Linked DNA regions of Gossypium hirsutum: regions 1 and 3 are each linked to region 2. The links are chromatin contacts, called in public Hi-C maps. All regions are on one chromosome and are shown on one strand. Each heading gives the region's core, a stretch centred on a gene start, on an enhancer-like site or on the middle of the called end of the contact. The rest is flanking DNA. Distances are from core to core; before and after follow the strand shown. Region 1 holds the start of LOC107886295 (mitogen-activated protein kinase 17-like). Region 2 holds the start of LOC107886360 (chaperone protein DnaJ). Region 3 holds the start of LOC107886443 (transcription repressor MYB4).

Region 1 (2,842 bases), core at 172-2,671, 500 kb after region 2:
CTTTTTCATTCTTAATCTGCAGATATTATGAAGAATCAAGATGGTTAGAAAAGATGTTGTCCCTGTTTAGAAAAAGCCAGGGAAGTATCTTAAAAGAGATGGCAAACCCTTGCAATTGTTTCAGCAGAGGGAGTGCCAAGCAAATCGGTCACAAGATCCAATTGGTCCACCACATTCTTCCCTGGAAACAATGGTTTTCCAGTGATCAACTCAGCAAATATGCATCCTACACTCCAAATATCGACCGCAGGGGTGTACTGCACAAATAATTGGGTTTAAAAATCAATTAAACAAAGTTCCTAGAGAAGTTTTGCTCAATTTGGTTCACCTGAATAGAATATAATTTCTACTAGCAGTGTATGCGTATGACATGTATATGATATATCTAGACATTCTTCAATTCACAAAGTATATGCAAGGAAGCTTCTTTCTTACTCAAGAACCGGCCATTTTACCTCCTCAAGCAGGGTAGCAAGCATGACACAAGAAGAAAACTAAAATATATAGTTTTTGTCGTTGCCTATTAACACAAAAATCCCTAAAAAGACTAAAAGAGGACAACTGAAAATTAATTATACATCTGACTAACAATTCCTATATTAAAACAATTGAAGAAAAGGAAAACAACAGTACATACGTTGGAGTAAAATGAACCGCACAGTTCAGGAGCACGATACCATCGAGTTGCCACATAATCCTTAACAGATTAAATGATGATCAGATAGTGAAAACAGCAAACATGGTACACACAATAGTTATGAATAGCAAAGCAGTCAGAAGCAAGAAAGAAGCACTAACAGTCCAAAAAATAGCAGAAGGAACGTCCGTAAATGACACCCGAGCGAGTCCAAAATCACAAAGTTTCAGTTTGCAATCCGCATTAGCAAGTATATTTTTTGGCTTTAAATCTCTATGGAAAACATGTGCTGAAAAAATTGAAAGGAAAAGATTAATAAAAAGTGGGTCATTTATAATCACAAATTGGTACAACAATTGAGATGTAAAAGAAGGCAACCTGTGTGAATGTATTTCAGACCCCGAAGAAGCTGGTATAAGAAAAACTGATGATGCTCAGGGGTTAGATCATCATTGATTTTTATAACATGGTGAAGATCAGATTCCATCAACTCAAAAACAACAAATATGTCTTTGAATTCTCTTTGACATGGAGGAAGCATTATGTGTTTTATCTGAACTATGTCAGGGTGACGCAGCAGCCGTAGAAGTTTGATCTCTCTCAGAATACGTGTGGCTTCAGATGTGTGCTCAAAGATATTGGCTATCTTCTTAATAGCTACCTTCTCTCCAGTGTGAGTATCAATTGCAGAGGCAACCACACCATAACTTCCTGTGCCTACTACTTCCTTTATTTCATATTGACTTGCTTCGCCATATTCGGTGAAAAAGTCTTTGCCAAACATTTTCTGATTAAAACAAATAACCATTAGATTCAATCTGAAAGAAAGTAACATGAAAAAACTTACTCCTAAGCATTCTCACAGTGTACTTAAAAGTTATACAAGAGAAGCATATCAAACCACCTATCATATAATATGAATGTTATGATTAACTCAAAGCCATTGATTTGGTAGATTTCTATATAGAGCCAAATGGATCTAACTACAGATTTATGTTCAAAATATTTTCTAAATATAAGAATAACTGTCACCCTTTGTTGAATGTTCAAGACTAATAAGAATCTCCAAGAAAATAGCTAAGAGGAGAAAAGAAAAAGCTTTATGCAGACGAATACTAACTATCATTAAAACTCAATAAAAGAAATTCAACCCAATAAACTTATAAATAAATCCCCTTTTGTTTTTCAGTCATTTTCATCGTAAAAGCTAAAATTTTCATTCTATGAGGAAACTTTCAAGCTTCAATATCACACATCTAACAGACATTCAAACCGCAGAAAAAGAAAAAAAAAAGTCTCATTTAAAAGAAAAACAGATACTTTAACTGATTAAGGAGCAAAAAGAGAAATTACTCTTTTTTTTTTTGTCGGCAAAAGAGGCCAAAGCAGAAGCTTGAATATTGATGAGTGATGAGAGAAGAGCTTCCTTCAAATAAACGCGGAGACAAGATATGAACTGCTCAAATAACACCTGCAACACCTTCTACGTATGAAAATACAGTGTAACGTAAACGTATATTTATACGTATATATAATACCCCGTATCAAGTAGGATGCTGACAAAAACTTGAATATGTCAAAACAGAACTGCTGTCAGAAAGGTCATCATTACTATTTATGTCACAAATATAAATTTGATAAAATACCGAATTTTTTTAAAAAAATCATCATATTTTTCTTTTGTAATAAAAAAAGGCATATTCATCTGAAAAAAGGACTTGATCGAAATTCGAACCTTATCTTATCCCCACGTTTCCGGAGCTATAAAGAGAGAGGATCGGGGAAGAGGTGAGGTGATGTCGTTTCAGGCATCGGCCATAGATGATAGTAAGTAGGATTGCTATTAAGTTGTAATATTAATAATTAGAATGAAATTTATCAGAAGGGGAAAGCAAAGCAAGGCAAGTTGAGTTGAGATTTTGACGCGGAGGCTGCGAATCGCTGAGTGGATGAAACTCGTGCGGTGAAAGGGTGATTTAGGGTTGAGCTCCGTCGCTTCTCCCTTCCCTCCCTTCACCTTCCGCACGCCCTATATTTATGGTTTTATTAACATGGCCAAATTTCGTATTGGGGATGATAATGAAGGAGGTGGTGCCACGTACGCAAAATACATTTGGAGTTCAATGTCTTGCACTGCAATTTGAGGGAGTAACTTTGTCGTCTGTGTTACGTAAGGTAACATCATTCGTCTATGAAATTGGAAAT
Region 2 (2,731 bases), core at 170-2,669:
ATTATTTTATGCCCATGCCCCTTATTTTATTTTTTTCCTACATACCTCACTAGGCCAACATGTTCCCAACATGTTTCCACCCATAGCATGGCCAACCACTAGCTCAAATTTTGGGTAATTTGACATGCAAACCCATCATTTTCACAACATGCATTAATAGACCATTTTAAATTAGCCTATCATATTTTCACCATGTCTCATATCAATCCCTATTTAATAATTTCTCATGCAATTGGCAAAATTGGAGAATGAAACTTCCACATATCATGTACACACATAATAAGCATAGAATATGGAAATCAATTATTTTTATGACTCGGTTTTGTGGTCCCGAAACCACTTCCCGACTAGGGTCAATTTTGGGCTGTCACAATAAGAATTGCTACTTTTTAAGGAAAATGCATGACCTTTACAATCTCTATCTTTTACAAATGTTAAGATAGAACCTTCCCCTAGTTTTCATGGCTAAACTGAAACACTCTAGTTTTAATGGCTCAAATAGAAACCCTTTACAAATCACTTAAGTTTTTGTAACTTAAAAGCCTTAAGTAGCTCTTTACAACAAAGATGAATGATGTAAACAATGAAAGCCTCTCAAAGGTGTGTGTTTACAAGTGTTAGCTCTCTCTCAAAGAAAGAAAATAAGAATGATAAATAGATATAACAATAAGCAACTAAGAGATACGTGCAAGAGAAAATGAAAAAAAATAAAGAATTGAAAGTTTTTCTCTTGATTTATATGCTCGGATGTTCATCTCTTAAGTCTTGAAGTGTTCTTAATGTGTATATATAATAAGGCAAAAATTTGTGATCATTTATAGCCATTGGGGAAATTTCTAGCCGTTGGAAGCATTGCAGATCGACTTGTATCAATACAACTCACAAGATGTATAGGTAGTCATTTATACTCTTTTGATGTGAAAAAAAATACTCTTTTTAATTAATTTATATATTTTTAAAATTTTAATTTATGTTTGTCATGTGGTGTACTGAGAGGTAGTCATTTGACACTATTAGATTAGCTATCAATGCCATAATAGCACAATGTTAATTTGGAAATATAAGTTCAGGGCCATTCAGGTTAAAAAATTAGGACCCAACTAAATACAAATAAGTTTAGAAGTTAAAATATATATTCTTCTATTTTAAAATCTAAAAAAAATTCTTAAAAGAAAATAAAAAATTAATCACTGAAACTCATATTAATTACGGAAAGAATAGATGAGCTTCTGATACCTTTTAACCTTTAAATTAATCCTATTAATAGAAAAAAGTCCAGATTATAAGATTTACAGGTGTCAGCATCACAAGTGTTGGTTAAAACTGTCACGTCAGGCTAAGAGAAATATAGAAGCCTAAAAAGCGAGCTTTACCTTTCAAAAATATCTCCGATCTTTTGCACAAAATATCTTCTCTTTGCATATATATCCACATGTTTGTCGCCATAATGAAACAACACATTAGTTCCCGAACATTCCCGATTCAAATCAATCAAACAAATTCCCCAGATATTTTCTTCCTCCACGTTCCATTTTCTTTATATATATTTCATGTTCAATCCTTTTCATGCTTGGATTAACACCATCATCGGTTTTAAGTTTTCAGCACTCGTTCTTAAATATCTGGTTGTTTTTCTGTTGGGAAAAAAAAGTTGAGTCGGTGATGATGGAGGGTGAACCTGCTTTACCTTCTTATTATAATGTTCTGGGGGTCAAGGTTGATGCTTCTATTCAAGATATCAAGCGTGCTTATCGAAAGCTTGCAATGGTAAGCTTTTTCCTTTTTCAACATTGAACCAATGATCTCTGGGTTTTTTTTTTATATAGCATCCGTGCAGTTGTATAAGAAGTTTGAAGAACCTCAACTTATGGTTTGTTTGTTCTGTGAATGTGAGGAGCAGCAATGGCATCCAGATAGGTGGACGAGAACACCCTCTCTATTGAGTGAAGCTAAGCATAAATTCCAGCAAATTCAAGAAGCCTATTCGGGTAAGTAAGTCGTCATGCCCCAACGTTCCAGTTTAATGAATTTGCCCTAGTGGTTACGTTTTTTTGTTTTATATTGCCTTGGTTTAATTACAGTTTGTTTGTGTTGGTAGTTTTATCAGACCAGAGGAAGAGAACTCTGTACGATGCTGGGTTATATGATCCTGAAGATGAAGAGGATGAGGTGGGTTTTTTTTTTTTCAGAAAAGTTGGTATTTCCTTTAATTTCTTTTCCCTTCAGTAGTTTGGTAACAGTTGAATGAAACATTGGGGTTTTCTTTTTACAGGGTTTTTCTGATTTTATGGCGGAAATGATCTCTCTCATGTCTCAAACGAGGAAAGAGGTAATACATTTGTCCTACATTTTAAATACTCAATTCTCTTTCAAAATGGCAGTAGAAAATGTTATCATGTTACATTACTACCAAAATTAGATCTTGTTTTCTAAGTGTTTGTATATTGAGGAGAAGGAACCTGATTGATTTGATCCAAAAGATGAAAAATCATTAAAAGTATAAATCATGTTACATTTTAAGGTTCTTTTTTTGCATGATATGGTATAACATCGTTACAAATGATGATATTTGTACCCCCCATCACCAAGGCCTTGATTGTTGCTTGACATAATGTTTCAAGCGCGAACAATGACCATGAGGGGAGCTGGTGGCATAGAAAGACTAGCTTTTCAAAGTTGTATTTGTTTGTTGTGGGAACTGCTCCTTAATATTTCAGGTGACAACCAAATA
Region 3 (3,051 bases), core at 404-2,903, 350 kb before region 2:
TAATATAAAAGTTGTCCCTCATGGCCTGAGATTCTTCAATTGAAAATTTGAAATCATTGCAATGTAATTTTATTGTTAGGAAGGCTAATTCAGTCCATGTAAGGAATGGGAAGAAAAATGGAATAAACAGAAAAATTGAGAAATATTAATTTTCTGAATTTAAGTTATTTTAATGTATTTAAAATATTAAAATGATAGGTTTTACATGTTTTTAATTTGTTTTATGTGATAGAGTATTTTTTAAATGTGTTTAAAGTAATACAAATTTATTTATTTTTACACATTTTATTACACCCAGGCACATAAATGAATGAAAATCATTCCAGGATTCCGTTTTGTTTTTTATGGCAGCTGAGAGTATTTTTCAAGAAGAAAAGAAAATGTAGGAAAAAGCTTCAAGATCTTAGTTTAAGAAAAAAAGGGAAGGAATATCTTATCAGAAAGAATGAAGGTTGATGATTTGATAAGAATCAGATGAAATATTTTGTCAGTTAATGCCTTATATCTACAAATCAGTTCCTAGGGATGAGTATCATACTTTAATTGGATTGCCCCAAATATTGTACTATAGACTTGTATGCAAAATAAATTATTTAAAAAAAAATTATAGATTTTATAATGATGAAAAGAGAGACTGTTTGTTAAGATGGTCTGCCATTGTTGTTGAGAAATAGCTAAAAAAAACTATCAGTCAACCTACGTAACATGTGAAGGTGCCAAGTGCTAACTCCCATTTCTTCTTCTGCTACTGGGTATTCACTAAATAAATTAACCAATCAACTCTCTCTATACATACATACATGTAAATGTACAGACAATTATTATTTTTGAAGCCGAAACCAATAAAGAGAAATATAGGATGGGATGGAAGTTGGGGTAGCGGTTGCTGGAACCCAATTGCTTAATACAATTAGGCTGATAATGAATTCCTTTTATATATATAATATTTAAAATTATTTATAATATTTTTTTAATTTTTAAATTTAAAAATAAATGTGTTTTAATATGTTCGAATCTAACAATAATGTTAGTACTAATTAAGCTAAGACTCAATTAATAGAACTTAATGTTTTGATCATTTCGATAAATTTTAAATCTTACAATATTTTAATTTAAACAATCGCATTTAAGTATTAAAAGTAATGGAAACACATTTTATTGGTTCAAATTCATTTCATTCATTGGTTTTTTTTAAAAAAAAAATTTCATTTTTATTATAATGTAAGAACCTTGTTGATTTAATCGGTCAATTCCTTATTCAATAATAATTAAATAAAAATAAAAATTAATTAAATAGTTAAACCATCAATTATTTTCTTGTTTTTGATTTGTTTTATTTTCCATTATACAATAATGGTCAAACTAGTGGGATCATCGATTTTTGATTAACCGACTAGTTATTGTTACTAATTTATGTAAAATGTTTATTCTTTATATTATAAAAAAATTATAAACTAAAAAAAAAAATAAAACTTTCGCTCGGTTTAAATTTTGAATAATAGCAATTTTTATTTTATTTTATGAATGGAAAAGCTGAGAAATGAAGTAAAATATTTGATATTTTGGATTTTGATCTAGTCCCAAAGCAACTACCAGAAAAGTGACAAAAAAAATTGTCAAACTTTTACTAGCCTTTCTTTTGGTTTTGTAATTGAAATTTCGTCCCTTAAAACTTAGAAGTTGAGAAGAAACATGGAAACATGCATGACCAAACCACCAGTCAACACAACCCCCCCCCCCACCCCCACACCTTCTCCCTCTTTCTCCATTTCTCTTTTATCTTATAATTCTGTGTCGCTAAACAACCCTTAATATATACCCAAGAATCCCCCTCTTTTGTTGCCTTGGCGCTCTTTCACTTCTAATATCATCTGAGATTTTAGGGTTAAATTAGTGAGGAGAGAATGAGGAAGCCTTGCTGTGATAAGCAAGACACAAATAAAGGGGCATGGTCTAAGCAAGAAGATGAGAAGCTCATCAATTACATTCGAATTCATGGCGAAGGTTGCTGGCGTACTCTCCCTCAGGCTGCAGGTTTCTTATCTTATATGCATCATCATTTTAATCATCAATATTTTCCTTTTAATGTCAAGGGATGCTAATTGTGTATTATTCCTTCTTCTTTCCTATAAAAAATGGTTTAGGGCTCCTTCGATGCGGTAAAAGTTGTAGGCTGAGATGGATAAATTATCTAAGGCCTGACCTTAAAAGAGGCAACTTTACTGAAGATGAAGAGGATCTTATTATCAAGCTTCATGCACTCTTAGGCAACCGGTACCAATTCTCTCTCTATATCTTTTACATACTGACAAAATTTTGTTTTTTATAGACACAAGATAACATAATAATTCAATATTTAAATTATATTTGTTTTTTGAAAAAACTATAATATGTTAATAATATTATTAATTAGTAAGATTAGATTATCTTTATTAAAATTTTAAAAAATTAATTTTATTTATTAAAAATAGTTTTCTTAAAAAAATTATTAAAATAATATCTTTAATTAAAATTTATGATTTTTATTTCACTTAAGAATAAAATTGATTTCATTAAAATTTAAGAAAAGAATTAGTTTAATAGAGAGTATTATAAATAAAAAAAATTTATAAAACATAAAAATTTGGTTAATTTTATTAATGAAATGTTATTATAGAGGGTAATTATTATAATGAGAGTTCGCTATGTGTTTGACCAATTAAAATATATATCTAATTTAGATAAGCAAATCATGAAAATATGTAAAATTAAATTATTTTTATACATTATTATTAGTAATTATAGAAGTTTTACTTTTTATGAGAGAAATTAAGATTCTATATCTCTAGAATTAACCTCATCCAAAACATCAAAATGAAAATCTTTGCCACATGTGGCTTATAGACTTGAAATGGAAGTACAAGGCTTCTAATAAAAAGGGAAACTCAGAAAGTATTTATGAGTCGCCATGTATTATCATTTATCAACAATGTTTTGGTAGATGATTATCGTGGCTTAAGTTTTAATTTAATTAGTATTAAGTGTTTTTAAATTTCAGTTAAAATCGAATTA

Evidence for each region. A called contact is a pair of places that touch in the nucleus more often than the background predicts.
Region 1: a contact with region 2 is called in a Hi-C map of leaf, with 2.7 times the contacts expected there. The contact joins the promoter of LOC107886295 here to the promoter of LOC107886360 in region 2. A contact is called at or near these places in 2 of 34 Hi-C or Micro-C datasets (both in leaf).
Region 3: a Hi-C map of leaf shows a contact between it and region 2, with 5 times the contacts expected there. The contact joins the promoter of LOC107886443 here to the promoter of LOC107886360 in region 2. A contact is called at or near these places in 3 of 34 Hi-C or Micro-C datasets (leaf and seedling).

Annotation. Positions count from the first base shown.
Region 1 is chrA03:89,410,065-89,412,906 of Gossypium_hirsutum_v2.1, reverse strand. It overlaps LOC107886295 (mitogen-activated protein kinase 17-like), which reads right to left and starts at 1,421. Exons shown (of 10, transcript NM_001326724.1): 1 at 1,016-1,421; 2 at 799-926; 3 at 638-697; 4 at 108-257; 5 at 1-16. The coding sequence starts at 1,421. LOC121222992 (a long non-coding RNA gene) reads left to right here and starts at 2,676. Exons shown (of 3, transcript XR_005920344.1): 1 at 2,676-2,812.
Region 2 is chrA03:89,907,822-89,910,552 of Gossypium_hirsutum_v2.1, reverse strand. It overlaps LOC107886360 (chaperone protein DnaJ), which reads left to right and starts at 1,419. Exons shown (of 5, transcript XM_016810285.2): 1 at 1,419-1,767; 2 at 1,901-1,988; 3 at 2,099-2,169; 4 at 2,273-2,329. The coding sequence starts at 1,567.
Region 3 is chrA03:90,259,721-90,262,771 of Gossypium_hirsutum_v2.1, reverse strand. LOC107886443 (transcription repressor MYB4) reads left to right here and starts at 1,653. Exons shown (of 3, transcript XM_016810400.2): 1 at 1,653-2,034; 2 at 2,145-2,274. The coding sequence starts at 1,905.